Regions from separate parts of the Mus musculus genome. Here regions 2, 3 and 4 are each linked to region 1. Evidence: chromatin contacts called from public promoter capture Hi-C data. All regions are on one chromosome and are shown on one strand. Each heading gives the region's core, a stretch centred on a gene start, on an enhancer-like site or on the middle of the called end of the contact. The rest is flanking DNA. Distances are from core to core; before and after follow the strand shown. Region 1 holds the start of Tmed6 (transmembrane p24 trafficking protein 6). Region 2 holds the start of Plekhg4 (pleckstrin homology domain containing, family G (with RhoGef domain) member 4). Region 3 holds the start of Acd (adrenocortical dysplasia). Region 4 holds the start of Edc4 (enhancer of mRNA decapping 4).

Region 1 (3,541 bases), core at 406-2,905:
GTATGTGCCACCACTGCCCAGCCCTTATTTCTCAATTTCATAGAAATGTTTGACTATTATTGTAGCTTTGGAGATGAATACATACCTGTTTCTTGTGTAGCAAAGTTAATCTGGCCCCTTACATCCTGGGAAGTGTCAATAAGGAAACCCTGCGGGGTATGTGCCGTGGCAACAATGTGGCGGTCATGTGACATCCCGAGAATGCGCTGAACCTGCCATCACCGGTAAAAGAGAGAGAGAGAGAGAGAGAGAGAGAGAGAGAGAGATCCTTACTACATCACTCAAAAACCAGCAAGGTGCCAGGCAGTGGTAGCGCACGCCTTTAATCCCATAATTCCAGCCCTTGGGAGGCAGAGGCAGGAGGATTTCTGAGTTTGAGACCAGCCTGGTCTACAGAAAGAACAAACAAACAAACAAACAAAACAAACCAGCAAGGACTGATGCTGTATCTTGTTTGAGGCCAGTGCCTGGGCTACATGAGATCCTGTCTCCCCAAGAGCCCCCACAACCTAAAAACAAAAAACCAACAAAAAAACCAAAGTTACCTCTAACTTTAATATTAAGGTCCTTGGTGGCCTAAGCCCCTTTGGGTGTACTTGCCCAAGGGATAGGCACCTTCCAAAGAGGAACAGAATTGTCTGGGTGCATAGACAAAGCTTTGAGCCGGTTATTCTACAGGTTGTTAGGATTAGCACATGCAGGAGGTCTGACCTTATCTCACCCCATGAACTCAAGTGATTTCACTTAAAATCTATTATGGGACCCTTTTCTGTCTCTCTCTTGTTTCTTCTTTCTTTTTCTTTTTTTCTGTTTTTTTTTTCTTTTTTTTTTTTTTTTCTTTCAAGACAGGGTTTTTCTGTATAGCCCTGGCTGTCCTGGAACTCACTTTGTAGACCAGACTGGCCTCGAACTCAGAAATCTGCCTGCCTCTGCCTCCCAAGGGCTGGGACTAAAGGTGTGTGCCACCACTGCCAGGCTCGTTTCTTCTTTATTGACAAGTTTCTCTGTGTAGCCCTGACTGTCCTGGAACTCACTCTGTAGACCAAGCTGACCTTGAATTTAGAGATCCCCCTGCCTCTGCTTCCTGAGTTCTGGGATTAAAGGTGTGTGCCCCACAATTATGTGACTATTTTAGCACGTGTTGTCTTTCCTCATATCCGAGGAAAGCTAAAGGTTGCCTCTCTTGTCCATTGGATTGGAACACACTTCTGTAGCTTCCAGTTCTAGACCAAGCCATATGCTTTAGCTCCCGTTGCTGGCTGTTCATCCAAGTCTCACCCAGAGTTGCTCTCTAACTGAAGGTCCACTTGATTCACAAGTGGCAGCCACAGCCTCATAGAGAACCAGACCTTGGCTTCATCAAAAGCCTGGCTCACTTTATAAAAGGTATGGCCAGAGGCCTCCACGCACCTCGTAGCTGAAGTAGAGGTATCCCATCTGGTCAGCAAATTGCCAGAAACATTCGATGGCTCCTGGAGAGACCACGATGGCAAAGTCATTCCGATCAGCTCCACGGAAGAGTGGCTGGTCCTTGGAGCCGTGTAGGGGATCTGTCTCCTGGCTCTTAACAGAAGTCACGAGGCTCAGAACTACCAGCTCAGCCACGAGGAGCAAAGGGAACATGCTGCCTTCTGTGGGTTCTTCTGCAGGTGAGCTGCTCACAATCCCGTGGAAAGGAAGTCAGCCAAGCAGCCAGCTAATCATTAACCCCACACGCCACACTTAGGACCAGTTTCAGAGCCATTGTAGATCTTCTGTAATACAGGTGCCATGCACCACAATGCCCCCCCCCCCCTCCGTTGGTGCAGTGCAGGGTCTCCTATGTAACCACACTGTTCTTTAAATATTTCTTTCATGTATACTGGTGCTTTGTCTATGTGTACACCTGCATGCCAGAAGAGGGCATCGAACCCCATGGGACTACAGTTATAGAGGGTTGTGAGGCGCCATGTGGGTTCAATTCCCAGCACCCAGGACCTCCAGAAGAGCAGCCAGTGCTCTTAACCACTGAGCCTCTCTCCAGGCTGGTCTTGAACTCAGAAATCTGCCTGCCTCTGGGTGCTGAGATCAAAGACATTGCCCACCACACCCAGCTACATAAACATTTTAGTGTACGAAGAAGTAGTGCCGGCTGCTTTTATGTCAACTTGATACAAGCTATACTCATCTGAGATGAGGGAGCCTCATTTGAGAAAACGCCTCCATAAAATCAGGCTCCAGGCAAGCCCGTAGGGAATTGATGGGGTTAGTGATTGATGGGGGAGGGCCCACTGCGCTGTGGGTGGGGCCACTCACAGGCTGCTGGTCCACCCACTGCGCTGTGGGTGGGGCCACTCACAGGCTGCTGGTCCTGGTCTCTATAAGAAGACAGAGCAAGAACTGGAGAAAGGGCTCATAAACAGCAGCAGTGCTCCACATCCTCTGCATCAGCTCCTTCCTGCAGGTCCACGTCCTGCATTGAGTTCGTGTCCTGGCTTCCTTCATTGATGAGCTGTGATGTGGAAGCCGAAGCCAAATTAAACCCTTTCCTCCCCAAGGAGCTTTTGGTCATGGTGTTTATCACAGCGGTAGAAACCCAAGCTAAGGGTGAACAAGGTGGTCCACCCCTCCTCTGACTCTCTCCTGCCTGATTGGAAAGCTCTGGAGTTTCTCCAAACCCTGAGACCTTCCATCTCTTCTTCTACTCGTGACTTCTTTGGCACCCACAGAGAGGGAAAAACTATCCAAAATCCTCTATAAAACCATTATATATTCCTGGTCCCATGGGAATAGTTGGCGAAGCTGGAGTCCTCACGTTCTAAGACGGTTTCTCAAGTTGTTGGTTTACAAACTCTAACTCCTGTAACTGTGTGTGAGTGTGTAGCAGGTAAAATAGGATTTCACAGTGTAGACCCAAGCCGGGTCAGCATTAGCCCAAGAGGCTAACATTTTTATTTCAGGAAGTCTATGACGGTCTGGGTAATAAATGCTGCTGGCAGTCTCAGGTACTTGATGCTTGGTCTCCAGTTGGTGGTACTGTTTGCTTAGTTGGTGGTACTGTTTAGTTGGTGGTACTGTTTGTTTAGTTGGTGGTACTGTTTAGTTGGTGGTACTGCTTAGTTGGTGGTACTGCTTAGTTGGTGGTACTGTTTAGTTGGTGGTACTGTTTGTTTAGTTGGTGGTACTGTTTAGTTGGTGGTACTGCTTAGTTGGTGGTACTGCTTAGTTGGTGGTACTGTTTGTTTAGTTGGTGGTACTGCTTAGTTGGTGGTACTGTTTAGTTGGTGGTACTGTTTAGTTGGTGGTACTGCTTAGTTGGTGGTACTGCTTAGTTGGTGGTACTGTTTGTTTAGTTGGTGGTACTGCTTAGTTGGTGGTACTGTTTAGTTGGTGGTACTGTTTAGTTGGTGGTACTGTTTGTTTAGTTGGTGGTACTGTTTAGTTGGTGGTACTGTTTAGTTGGTGGTACTGCTTAGTTGGTGGTACTGCTTAGTTGGTGGTACTGCTTAGTTGGTGGTACTGTTTGTTTAGTTGGTGGTACTGCTTAGTTGGTGGTACTGTT
Region 2 (3,541 bases), core at 702-3,201, 1.7 Mb before region 1:
GATCTGCCTGCCCATACCTGTTCTCCCTATCCCCTTTTCCTGCCCCTCCCCCAGCCCCCATGCTTGGATTAAAGGCATGTGTGGTCACACCCACCTACTCCAAGGGTTTTGATTTAACAGGTCTTGGGGAAGCCCAAAAAGCTAGTGAGCACAGCTTGAGAATTAGGTAAAGCTATCAGGCATTTGCTCTGTAGGAGCAAGCAGGTCAATTGGCCACGCAGGGCAGTGATGGTGCTCGCCTTTGATCCCAGCACTTAGGAGGCAGAGGCAGGCAGATTTCTGAGTTCAAGGCCAGCCTGGTCTACAAAGTGAGTTCCAGGATAGCCAGAGCTATACAGAGGAACCCTGTCTCGAAAAACCAAAAAAAAAAAAAAAAAGTTTGGCCACTTGATTGGACAAAAATGACAGGGTGGTTATCTTACCTGGAATGAATGGAGAGGGGGGATCCAGATGTCATAGGCCTAGAGCTTGCTATTTAGGCTGGGCTGGCTAGCCCAGGATCTGCCTGCCTCTGCCTCCCCAGTGCTAGGATTACAAGTGTGCCAGCATGTTTAGCTTAAAAAAAAAAAAGTGTTCTGAGAATCAAACACAGGGCCTTATGCTATCCACAAAGCTATCTCCCTAGCTTCCCTCCATCTTAAAAAAACAACAGGATCTTGTTATGAAGCTCTGTCTTGTCTGGAACTTTTTTTTTCCCCTTTTTTTTAGACCTGGCTAGCCTTGAACTTGTGTATCGTCCAGCCCTTTCATCTCAAGCCCTAGATTAGAGGCATGCACTCTTTGGTCACAATGAGGGCCGTTCTACGTCAAAGAAGGTGGTCTGAGACAACAGGGTTTTAGTCAGCTCTGTTTCCCCATGCAGTCTGGGACCTAAGAGAAAAGGCTGTGATGCCCCTGGTGGCCTTGAATGCCACTCCCAGGAGCCTGGGTTTATTTGGGTCAAAGATGAGAGGGGTCTGGGAGGTTTGAGAAATCAGTTGCTTTGCTGATTACAGTGGTCCTGGCTTAAGGGACTTAAGTCATACACAGACTTAAGGGAATGTATCCCCAGATCTCCAAAGCTAAGGAGTCGCCTTTTCTTTTCTTTTCTTCCCTTTTCTTTCCTTATGGATGGATGTTGTCAAGAAAAGAGAGGTAGGGAGGGCTGGGGAGGGGGGAGGGCGGAGTGGGGGGGGGGGCTGTCCACATTCTACAATCTCAGTGGAAAAGACTTCTCTGAGTAGATTCAGCAACCAGCAGAACCAGAGATGGCCTTCGTGAGTCACTGTTCAGACTTGCAAGCTCAGCTCTGGAAGCCCGCTGTGGTCAGCCACCCCAGGTTGGCTCCAGGCCTAGCCCCCCACTGTCCCGCACTGGGCCAGTGTCTGTCCCTGTTGCTGTTCCATGCCTTTCCCATCCCAGATACGTGTGCCTCACAGCTCTCTGCCTCTTCTGTCTGAGTCTGTCTGTCAGTCATTTTCTCTAACCTTGGTTTCCACGTCACCCACGTGGGAAGAGTTCAGGACGGGAGGGGCGGTGTGACTAGTCTTAGATACCCCTAAATATTTATTCTGTGCCAGGCCTGACATACAGAGCTCGAAATATCAAAGTGGACAATATTCAGTCTGCCTGCTTACAGGGCACATTCTGTGTGGAGTGAGAAAACCACAGCCTAGTTCTGCCTCTGTCTCAGCACGCGTGCCTGCGCTCCCCCAACCGCCTGCTGTGTTCAGAGGGCCTGGGTCAGTTAGGGCCTGAGACCTGATGCCTCTTATTTGCTTCATCCCTGGGAAGGGTTATGTTCCTCCCGGGAAGTCCATCTTCTTACAGCTCCTGGGGGCCTGGCTAGTGGGTGGAGGTGAGCCTCAGAAGCAGGAGGGAGGGAAGGAGAGAGGGAGGGAGGGGCAATGACTCAGTGGGGGTGGCCTGGGACAAGAACCAAGGACAGAAGCCAAGACTGGACCTGATGCTCACTGAAGCTAGAGGAAGGAGAGATGGAAGACATGCCTAGGAGCTGGGGCTGGAGAAGGACAACTCCAAGGCCAGCCTTGCCCCTTGCTCTTCAGAATCTGCCTTAGAGTCAGAGATGGGTGGGGACGCCTGTTGTTTCTACCATGGCTGCAGCTGATAACTAGATTCATGAAGGAATCGCCTGACTTAGAGCCAGGGAAGGCATTATGTCCAGTGTCCTCTCCTCCCAGGGACCAAGGCCATGGTGTGGGGGCTACATGCCTTTGTCTGGTTGCACAGATAACCTTTTTCTTATGATCTTTCCACAAATTCAAGAGTGTTAGGCCAGGCCCACTTCCTCCAAAAGGACCCCAGACTTTAGAGTTAAGAACGAGTAGGGGTCTCCCAGCTATCCCAGTGTCTTTCATCAGTTCAAGATTCCCTAACGAAGGGTGAAGTGGGAAGGCAGGGCATGAACACAGATATCTGATCCATCCATCAGGATTTCCCTGGTCCATCGGGCAACCCCAGGAGAAAAGAATGCTTTTCTTGTCTTACAGGAGAGGAAGATGAGGTGCAAAGAGAAAAGGGTCCCTGGAACAGCCCACAAGAGGTGAGTGATGGAACCAGATCTCAGCTGGTCTCTGGCCCCAGGGCACCAGCTTTCTTAGCCACCCTTTTCTGTGGATAGGGAAAAAGAACTCAGGGAATGAGGGTTTGAGCCTTATGTATGTTGGCAGGCCTGGGTCAATTCCCACCCAGAGACATAGCTACCTACCCTCTTCACCTTCCGGGTTTAACAAGTCATGGGATGTCACCGTTTATCTCTAATTTATTTCTCTGTCTTTTTGTTGTTTGTTTTATTAATTAAACCTGGGGGCTCACACAAGTCAGGCAAGGGCTCTGCTACTGAGTTACACCTCACAGCCCATCCAACCTGTTCCGTGGTGGGTGGGCCTGAGAACCTGAAGGGGAGATTCAGGCTACAGAGGAGTGGTGGTCCCTCCCACTATCCGTGAAGATTATCCACACGCAGCTACCAGGGCATAGGGAGTCTCTCTGGAGACGGCCCCTAATCATGGACTCACATGTGTGTGTGTGTGAGTGTGTGGTGGTGGGTGGTGGGACAGCTCTGAGGACCACGAGGGCTTGAGTGGTCCTCATCTTGTACATGGAAGCTGGGCAAGTATTCCCATGTCCCATCACGGGAATGGTAAAGGAGCCTTGCCCTCCTCCCACAAGGGCGTCCTTTGCTTCGTGCAAGAGCCTTCTTTCCATCGGCAGAGCCACGGCTCACTCACCCTTTCAGACAGTTCCAGCTCTGAGCACAGTGAGCACAGTGGAATGAATGTTGCCGGGGTCGGCAGAATGAGAAGTCAAGGGAGGGCTCGCCAAGTCTCCGAGGCACTGAGAGTAGGAACCCAGCGGCCGGCGGGCGCGGATGCTCTAGGCAGGGGGCAGTAGGCGTGGTCCCAGCTCTCCTCCGCACCCTCGGCCTTGCAGAGCGGCGCCTTCCGGAAGAACCTGTGATTCGGTCCTCCAGCCCCTAGAGAGCGCCGCGTCCACAGCGGCCTTGCGGCCCTTCGAGCCACCAGAAGGTGGCGCCCTTGGA
Region 3 (3,541 bases), core at 383-2,882, 1.4 Mb before region 1:
AGGTGATCCAGTCGGTGAGGGGGGTGGTTGTACAAGGACCTTTCAGCACCAGGCAGCTCTTAGCTAGACACACTAGGGCTCCCCGATGATCCTGGTCCTCCCTCACCTCATCCAGAAGCTGGGACAGGGTTAGGCCTGGGGCCAGCATTTTAGCCGAAGGATTGAAGTTGCAACAAGAAGGAAGGGTAAGTGAGAGATTTCAGTGACTTACTGAGGAACCACAGAGGGAGTTAGGTAGGGTTACCGGGGAAACCCCTACCAGTACCTGCACTGGAAGAAGCAGACTCTGAGAGGTGGTCCCTAGAGAAACAGTGAAGACTTCTCAGGGACAGCTCTGATGCCAATCTACCCAGCTCTGCCACCCGTGACCATACCGCGCACAGCCTCAGGGCCCAACCCCAAACTTACTCAAGACACTCATTGAGTTTTCTCTGCACATCTGAATCCTGATTGCTGGGAGAAAGAGGAGGGTGGTAGGTGATCAGGGTTATTGATGCCCATCCCTCTCACCTGAAGATCTATGCCAAGTGCGCGTGAAGAGACAAAAGGTGGAAGCTTCATTTAACTGTTTTGTTTTGGGGAGAGGAATATGGAGAGATTTAGACTGAAGCCCTCAGGACTTCAGCCATGCGAAGCCTGTAGTCTGCCACTGAGCTACATCCCCTTCCCTTAAAGGGACCACTTACCAACCAGTCACCTGTATCCGGGGCTGCTCCGTGGGCAGCAGGTTAAAGCGATCCACCTGGAGGTAGAACTCCGCAGGCTGGAGGAGTTGGGGAGTGGTGTCTCAGGAGTGGTGACAAAGAGCTAGGTACAGTAACCAACCCGCCCAAGTGAGCCTTACCACTCACCGCATGGTCCTGAGCCACCTGAACGCGGAGCCCGCAGGCCTGCAGTAGCAGGAGCCGGCCCTCGGTCCCGCGGAATCCGAGCTCCTTCTCCTCCCTGCGGCGAGCACAGCCCTCATTGTCCAGAGCACAGGCACAAACCCCCATACGCCTGGGGAATGAGCTTTCCCCACTTCTCCAGTACCCGCCCACTTCAGGTTCAATGCCCCACTAGCCAGCTGGCCTCCCACCTTCCGCTGACAAGTAGCACTTCTCTTACCAGTCGGAGGTGTCGATGGCGTTGCGCGTCACCACGCATCGGACACTGTGGGTTCCGTCTGACACAAGTAACACGGCCCCGGTGTCAGGTGTGTCAGGGGCGGAAGAAGGGCCGGGAGTCTCCGAGTCCTGGAGTACCTAACACAACAGTAGTGGCTAGTGTCAATTCACTCCCGCCTTCTCTACCCGGGTCTCTGGGATCTGAGCGACCTGCTTACCTTGAGCAGCTGCCCGGTTCGTGGACTTGACAGTGTTTCTGAACCTAGGATCAGCTCTCGAATCCAGGGCTGTAGGGCCAGCAACCCTGAATCGGACATTAGCAGGGCGGCACCCTGGGCGACCCCCAGGAAAGGGTCTTCCCGCGAGCACCGCCGCTCCGCCTCTAGCGGGAGAGGAAGCACGTGACCGCCAGGCGGATCCTAAGTTTGAGACTCCGCCCCCCTCGCGGTTCTGCGCCTGCGCAAGCTCTTCCCGGGTCCTGCTGACTGACCTAGCTGCTGGCTGATGACAGTTTATTCTTACCGGGGCATCTCTCTGAGCCCGTGAGCTGTTCCTCAGTACAACTCTAGAGCCGGAAAGGAAAAGGCAAGGACTAGATTGGATGAGAGCGATCCAGGTTAGGAGGCTGCAGCAGAGAATGGGGCCTGAAGCCACTTTGGCTCTGTGTAAGACCTCCAGAATTTTCCTAAAATGTTGCCGTAGTTTCCTTTACAAAATGAAAATGACAGCACGGACAACTTAATAAATGTTTGTTCCCTCATTCTGCCTTCGGATTGGTCGAGTCCTTTTTGGGACGCTCGAACCATAGCGTAATGACGTAAGAACAGAGAAAGCCCTCTCTGCCTCCGTCTCCGTTTCCTAGGAAACGTAGACTCCACGTTTCTCGGTGTCGCGTCCCCCTTGACGTCATGGTTTGGGTGGGAGGGCGGGGCGAGTGCTACCGCCAGGGGCGGGGCGGCTCGGGCCAGCGGGCCGGGCTGTGCACCTGCGCCTCGGCGGGCTGCTGTGGGGCACTGTCCCCCGCCCGCCAGGCCCTGCAATGGCCAGGCCGCAGAGGACTCCGGCGCGCAGTCCCGATAGCATCGTCGAGGTGAAGAGCAAAGTAAGGGCTTCTCTGGTCTCGGCTCTAGCCACTGCGCTAGGGCTCCTAATTCCCTTTCTCTCCCTTATTAGTTCCTTGGCTCTCCATCACCTCTTTCTGTCCTCCATCCTCCGTCCTATTCTGCTTTTCTGTCTGCCTCCCCTCATCGCATCCTCCCTCCCACTACGGACTTCCAGAGTCCCTCTGTGGCCTGGGTATGTGGAGAGCAAGGGAAAGACCTTGGACAGTGTCCCTTGTACTGGAGCTGAGGTTTAAGCCTAAGGCTGCAGCTGTTCCAGCAACCTTTCCCTCTCCTGACAGCCTCAGTGCTGTGGTGAGAAAGGGGCTTGGGATGTCCTGACACTCCGTTCCCTTTCCCTCCCGCCTCCAGTTTGACGCCGAGTTCCGACGCTTTGCACTACCCCGCACTTCGGTGAGAGGCTTTCAGGAGTTCTCGCGATTGCTGTGTGTGGTACACCAGATCCCTGGCCTGGACGTCCTGCTTGGCTATACGGATGCTCACGGTGACTTGCTGCCCCTCACCAACGATGACAGTTTGCACCGGGCCCTGGCCAGCGGGCCCCCACCTCTGCGCCTCTTGGTTCAGAAACGGGGTGAGGATGGGGTACAGTGGGCAGCTTTCTTGGGTTAGGGTGATAGGACAGGTATATCAGGGTAGATCATACCCAGGGCCCCCAGGCTTTATGTTCTGTAGCCTCTGCCCTTGGTCTGACCTCCAAGTAGCAGGAAAACAGTTGACATTGTCCCTATCACAGGCCCAATTGGGAGAAGTCTCTAATCTTAGTCCCCCCCCCTCTCCTGCAGCAGAAGGTGACTCGAGTGGCCTGGCTTTTGCCTCCAACTCTCTACAAAGGCGCAAGAAAGGGCTCCTGCTACGACCAGTGGCACCTCTGCGCACCAGGCCACCCTTGTTAATCAGCTTGCCCCAAGATTTCCGCCAGGTGTCTTCAGTTATAGATGTGGACCTACTACCTGAGACCCACCGACGAGTGAGGCTGCACAAACATGGTTCAGACCGTCCCCTGGGCTTCTACATTCGAGATGGCATGAGTGTTCGCGTGGCTCCCCAGGGCCTGGAGCGGGTTCCAGGTATCTTCATCTCCCGCCTGGTACGTGGGGGCCTGGCTGAGAGTACAGGGCTGCTGGCGGTCAGTGATGAGATCCTTGAGGTCAACGGCATTGAGGTGGCCGGGAAGACCTTGGACCAAGTGACGGACATGATGGTCGCCAACAGCCACAACCTCATCGTCACTGTCAAGCCTGCCAACCAGCGTAATAATGTGGTACGGGGGGCATCTGGGCGTCTGACAGGGCCTTCCTCTGTAGGGCCTGG
Region 4 (3,541 bases), core at 673-3,172, 1.2 Mb before region 1:
TCCCAATCCTAGCTCACTCCTCCAGATGCTCCAAATATCATACACAAACGAGCAGGGCCGAGGCGGGAGCGGGTGCAGGGCGCTTCTGTCACCACGGTGTTGTGCATGATGTTTGGATGCTAGACTAGTCGCATCTGACAGGAAGTTTGTGTTGTACCAGCGCATGCCTTGGAAAGACTTAAGTAATGCAAACGATTGTCGGGTTTTGTTTTTGTTTTATTTTTTGTTTTGTTTTGTTTTTTTAATCTACTGACAAGTTGCTCTAGTAACCCAAAGAAGTGAAGGAGAAAGCAGCTGCCTCACCAACCGCCCAGATATTGATTTGTTCAGATGTTTCAATGCCTCATGATACAATAAAACCACAAAAATTTTCTTAACAGTTTAAATTGTTTTAATTAGTTAAGTAGTTGGCTGGGCATCAACAGTTCCAGCCCATTGTCTCACTTTCCCCACCCCCATCTGCCTCACCTCAACAGAACCTACTGCAAGGAGCAGATTCACTCAAGTGGCTAAGCTCGCATGTCTGCGGGCCGGGGCAGAGTTCTCTCCAGCCCCAGGGTTTTGGAACGCAGGCCTGGCCTGAAGCTTCTCTTGGACTGAAGGCTCTTCAGTCAGCTCTGTCTGATACCACCTGTGGCCTCTGCTCTGTAGATTTGGGTCTAGTAGCAGGGTAGATATTCTGTAGCAGCTAGAAAGGCCTTAGCAAATATGGCTTCCCATATTTATACCCTCTGGGTTGAAGTCCTAAATGTAGGGGCCTGCTCTATACCCAAAATAAGTGACATGCAGATGCCCACATTCCCCAAGCAAAGCGAGAGATGCTGTGCTGCCTGCTTGGGATATCAGAGCCAGGCGCCATTAGGTGGAGTATAAATTCCACACTGGAAGGAAGCAGTGTGAAGGAGTGCTCTAACTCTCCCCTCAAGACCTGTGCAGGGCATTTACACACCATCTTCCTACTTTCCACATACCCCATACACTCTTCAAATCCCAGGAAATCTTAACTAGTATGGCAGTTTCTGCCCTGTTTCTTAGTCTGGGCACAGGTCTTGCTCAGTACCGATATAGCTTTTCATCCTTGAGACCTCTGGATAGTATAAAGCTACTAAAATAGCAACTGCAAGCTAGAACCAAGCCCAGGATTTGGGGTTTAGGATTGGCTAGGCACACCTGAACATGCCCTTCTCCCTGCTCTCCTGCATTGTGAGGGGAGAGTAAAGATTTCCACATACTCCACAGGTTGCCTGGTTAGACCAGCATAGTCCTGGACGCTACACAGAAGGTTCCAGTGGGATTGATCTCTAGCTGCTGTGTATTGGGGGAAGTAGGGGTGGGAGAGAGGTAGATGCCAGCTGCCTCTTAATCCACCCTGTATAAAATCTGCAATACAGCTTCTTCCATGTACCTGTGCCTGAAATGTCTGCAATAAAGAGGTGTTTGTAAACTATGGTCTCTTTATTCCTAACGTGAAGTTACCGTGTGGGACAAGGGGTTACTGGGGACAGTTGGTAACAATGACAGTTTTGGGGGTAGAAACTATCTCCCTTGCCCTTGCATCTCCTGGGGCTAATGACCTCGAAGATGTCTTGGTCTTGCTTACTCCTAAGCGGGGGAACAGACCCTTACCAGTTCACCTTATTTAAGGTCTGAAAAGTTACTACCTGAGTGGTAAAGTTGGCTTTGTTGTACCATTATCCAGTTCATCAGAATGGCCTAGGACCTGGGTTAGATCTCCAGAGATGGTAGGGTTTTAGGCAGTCCAATGCTGAGTACATTTACTCTTTCTCAGTCTTGTGAAGTTTAGCCACTACTGGGCTAGCCAGGAGCAAGCAGCCTACGGAGGCTGCCTCTGATAGGAACTGGGGCTCCTTGAGCTCGGAACCTTTCTTCTGCGGTAGTTGTAGGTTCCGGGAGCGAAGGTCAGTGGGACCGGAAGTGGAGGCGGTTGGTGGGGTTGGCAGGGCTCACGGACGCAGTCCGGGCGGCGGTTTGCGAACTGCGGCTAGGTTTTGTGTAGTGCTCTGTCTCCTCTCTAGCGGGGTCGTGGCTGGGCGAAATTGGACACTGCGGAGGTAGAGGAACTAACGTCGGGCGAGCAGGACTCTCGTGGCTGGGCCCATGGCCTCCTGCGCGAGCATCGACATTGAGGACGCCACGCAGCATCTGCGGGACATACTCAAACTGGACCGGCCCGCCGGAGGTGAGCCGGGATGGGGTGTGTAGGCTCTTAGCGAAGTGGTGGACGTATGGCGTGGATCTGAACCGTTTTCGGGTGCCATAGGCTCCATTAGCCAGACTCGGGATCCTCCGGTTTGATTGCGGAGGACAGGAATTGGAGTCATGGATGATCCCTGGGTATATCCAGAGAATGGCGCAGACCCCTGGGTGTTACCCCTCCCCATCCTATGCCAGACCATTCTGCCTTGTTCTTAAGTGTTTTGGCTGAAGGTATGGCGCTCTCCTCGGAATCCACTCAATCCATCTGGTTTCCTTGCCTCCAAATTTCAGTGCTTTGAGAACTGGCCCCGTATCCCTCCTCGCCAGGGTTCAGAGGCCTGGTGCAGTGTCGGTTTAGCGAGTTCTAGGCCTAGAATTAAGTGATCTGCTGAAGAGCCTCTGTGCCCACCCTGCAACTTGGCTTCCCCCCAAAAGTGTATACTCCCAGGCCAGGTGTTGCTCTGAAAACGATTTTCTGGCAAAAGGTGGACAACCCCAAAAGCATGTTTCTCCTGGATTGAAGGCAGATCACAGACAGGCTCTGATGAGGTTAGATTAGGTTCCAAACGTCAGCAAGCCCATATGTTCCCAATTCATTCGAGTTTTACTTAGGCTCCCAGTATCCTCCTTGGGGCTACTCTTCCCAGATGAGAGTTCCCAGGACAGAAGGCCACCAGCATTGTAATATAATGTTATTGTAAAAGGATGGTCAGGGTACTTTGATGGGAATGGGGAAATAACGGTGAGGGAGATAGAGGGCTGGTTTGAGAGGAGACTGTTAGGGCTAGTTTGGATACTATAGACAGGAGATTGAATACCAGGAAAAGTCCTCGAGGCACTTATGTGGAAGACACATATTACAAAAAGGAAATAGTATGTATAAAAATGAGATGTTTCCGTGCGATTCAGAGACGTTTGAACATTGAGGTGGTTGACCAGAGATAATGGTGTACATACTGAGAAGTGATTCTTTTCTCACACCTTTTATGCCTGCTGGTGGAACCCAGACTGCTAAAGCGGGCACTTGTACTCTCCAGTGGGTTCAGCTGAGACAGCCACAGATAATCCGTTTGCTGTCTGAGCCTCCTGGGCTTGTGCTTTCAGGGTGTGCTCCCTTGACTCATGAGGCGGTTAGTGCCTCTGATGCCCACGGTCAGCTGAGCAGACAACTGTGTACAGACTTTGTAGAGCCTGGCATGATTAGCTGTGTAGCCTAGGCCTTTTTATCCTCACCATAGACGGCTAGGAAGGGAGAGTAGCCAGCTCATCCCTGAGCAGCTAGAGTGGTTCTAGTCCTAGTGAGAGAGAAAGGGTCTTTCCATGT

Evidence for each region. Promoter capture Hi-C pulls out the DNA fragments that hold promoters and counts their contacts.
Region 2: a promoter capture Hi-C map of liver shows a contact between it and region 1, with 2.4 times the contacts expected there. The contact joins the promoter of Plekhg4 here to the promoter of Tmed6 in region 1. A contact is called at or near these places in 2 of 39 promoter capture datasets (both in liver) and 2 of 9 other capture datasets (adipose tissue and liver).
Region 3: a promoter capture Hi-C map of liver shows a contact between it and region 1, with 2.5 times the contacts expected there. The contact joins the promoter of Acd here to the promoter of Tmed6 in region 1. A contact is called at or near these places in 4 of 39 promoter capture datasets (hippocampal neurons, liver and pre-B cells) and 1 of 484 Hi-C or Micro-C datasets (B cells).
Region 4: a promoter capture Hi-C map of liver shows a contact between it and region 1, with 5 times the contacts expected there. The contact joins the promoter of Edc4 here to the promoter of Tmed6 in region 1. A contact is called at or near these places in 2 of 39 promoter capture datasets (the C10 cell line and liver) and 1 of 9 other capture datasets (adipose tissue).

Annotation. Positions count from the first base shown.
Region 1 is chr8:107,063,989-107,067,529 of GRCm38.p6, forward strand. It overlaps Tmed6 (transmembrane p24 trafficking protein 6), which reads right to left and starts at 1,656. Exons shown (of 4, transcript NM_025458.2): 1 at 1,411-1,656; 2 at 86-212. The coding sequence starts at 1,623.
Region 2 is chr8:105,371,321-105,374,861 of GRCm38.p6, forward strand. It overlaps Plekhg4 (pleckstrin homology domain containing, family G (with RhoGef domain) member 4), which reads left to right and starts at 1,952. Exons shown (of 23, transcript NM_001364406.1): 1 at 1,952-2,542; 2 at 3,433-3,541. The coding sequence starts at 2,499.
Region 3 is chr8:105,699,596-105,703,136 of GRCm38.p6, forward strand. Acd (adrenocortical dysplasia) reads right to left here and starts at 1,633. Exons shown (of 11, transcript NM_001012638.2): 1 at 1,325-1,633; 2 at 1,108-1,244; 3 at 852-945; 4 at 687-763; 5 at 409-453; 6 at 266-300; 7 at 1-135. The coding sequence starts at 1,423. Pard6a (par-6 family cell polarity regulator alpha) reads left to right here and starts at 2,052. Exons shown (of 3, transcript NM_019695.3): 1 at 2,052-2,208; 2 at 2,579-2,801; 3 at 3,013-3,541. The coding sequence starts at 2,146.
Region 4 is chr8:105,878,959-105,882,499 of GRCm38.p6, forward strand. Edc4 (enhancer of mRNA decapping 4) reads left to right here and starts at 1,923. Exons shown (of 29, transcript NM_001301100.1): 1 at 1,923-2,200. The coding sequence starts at 2,119. Nutf2 (nuclear transport factor 2) reads left to right here. Exons shown (of 5, transcript NM_026532.4): 5 at 1-1,444.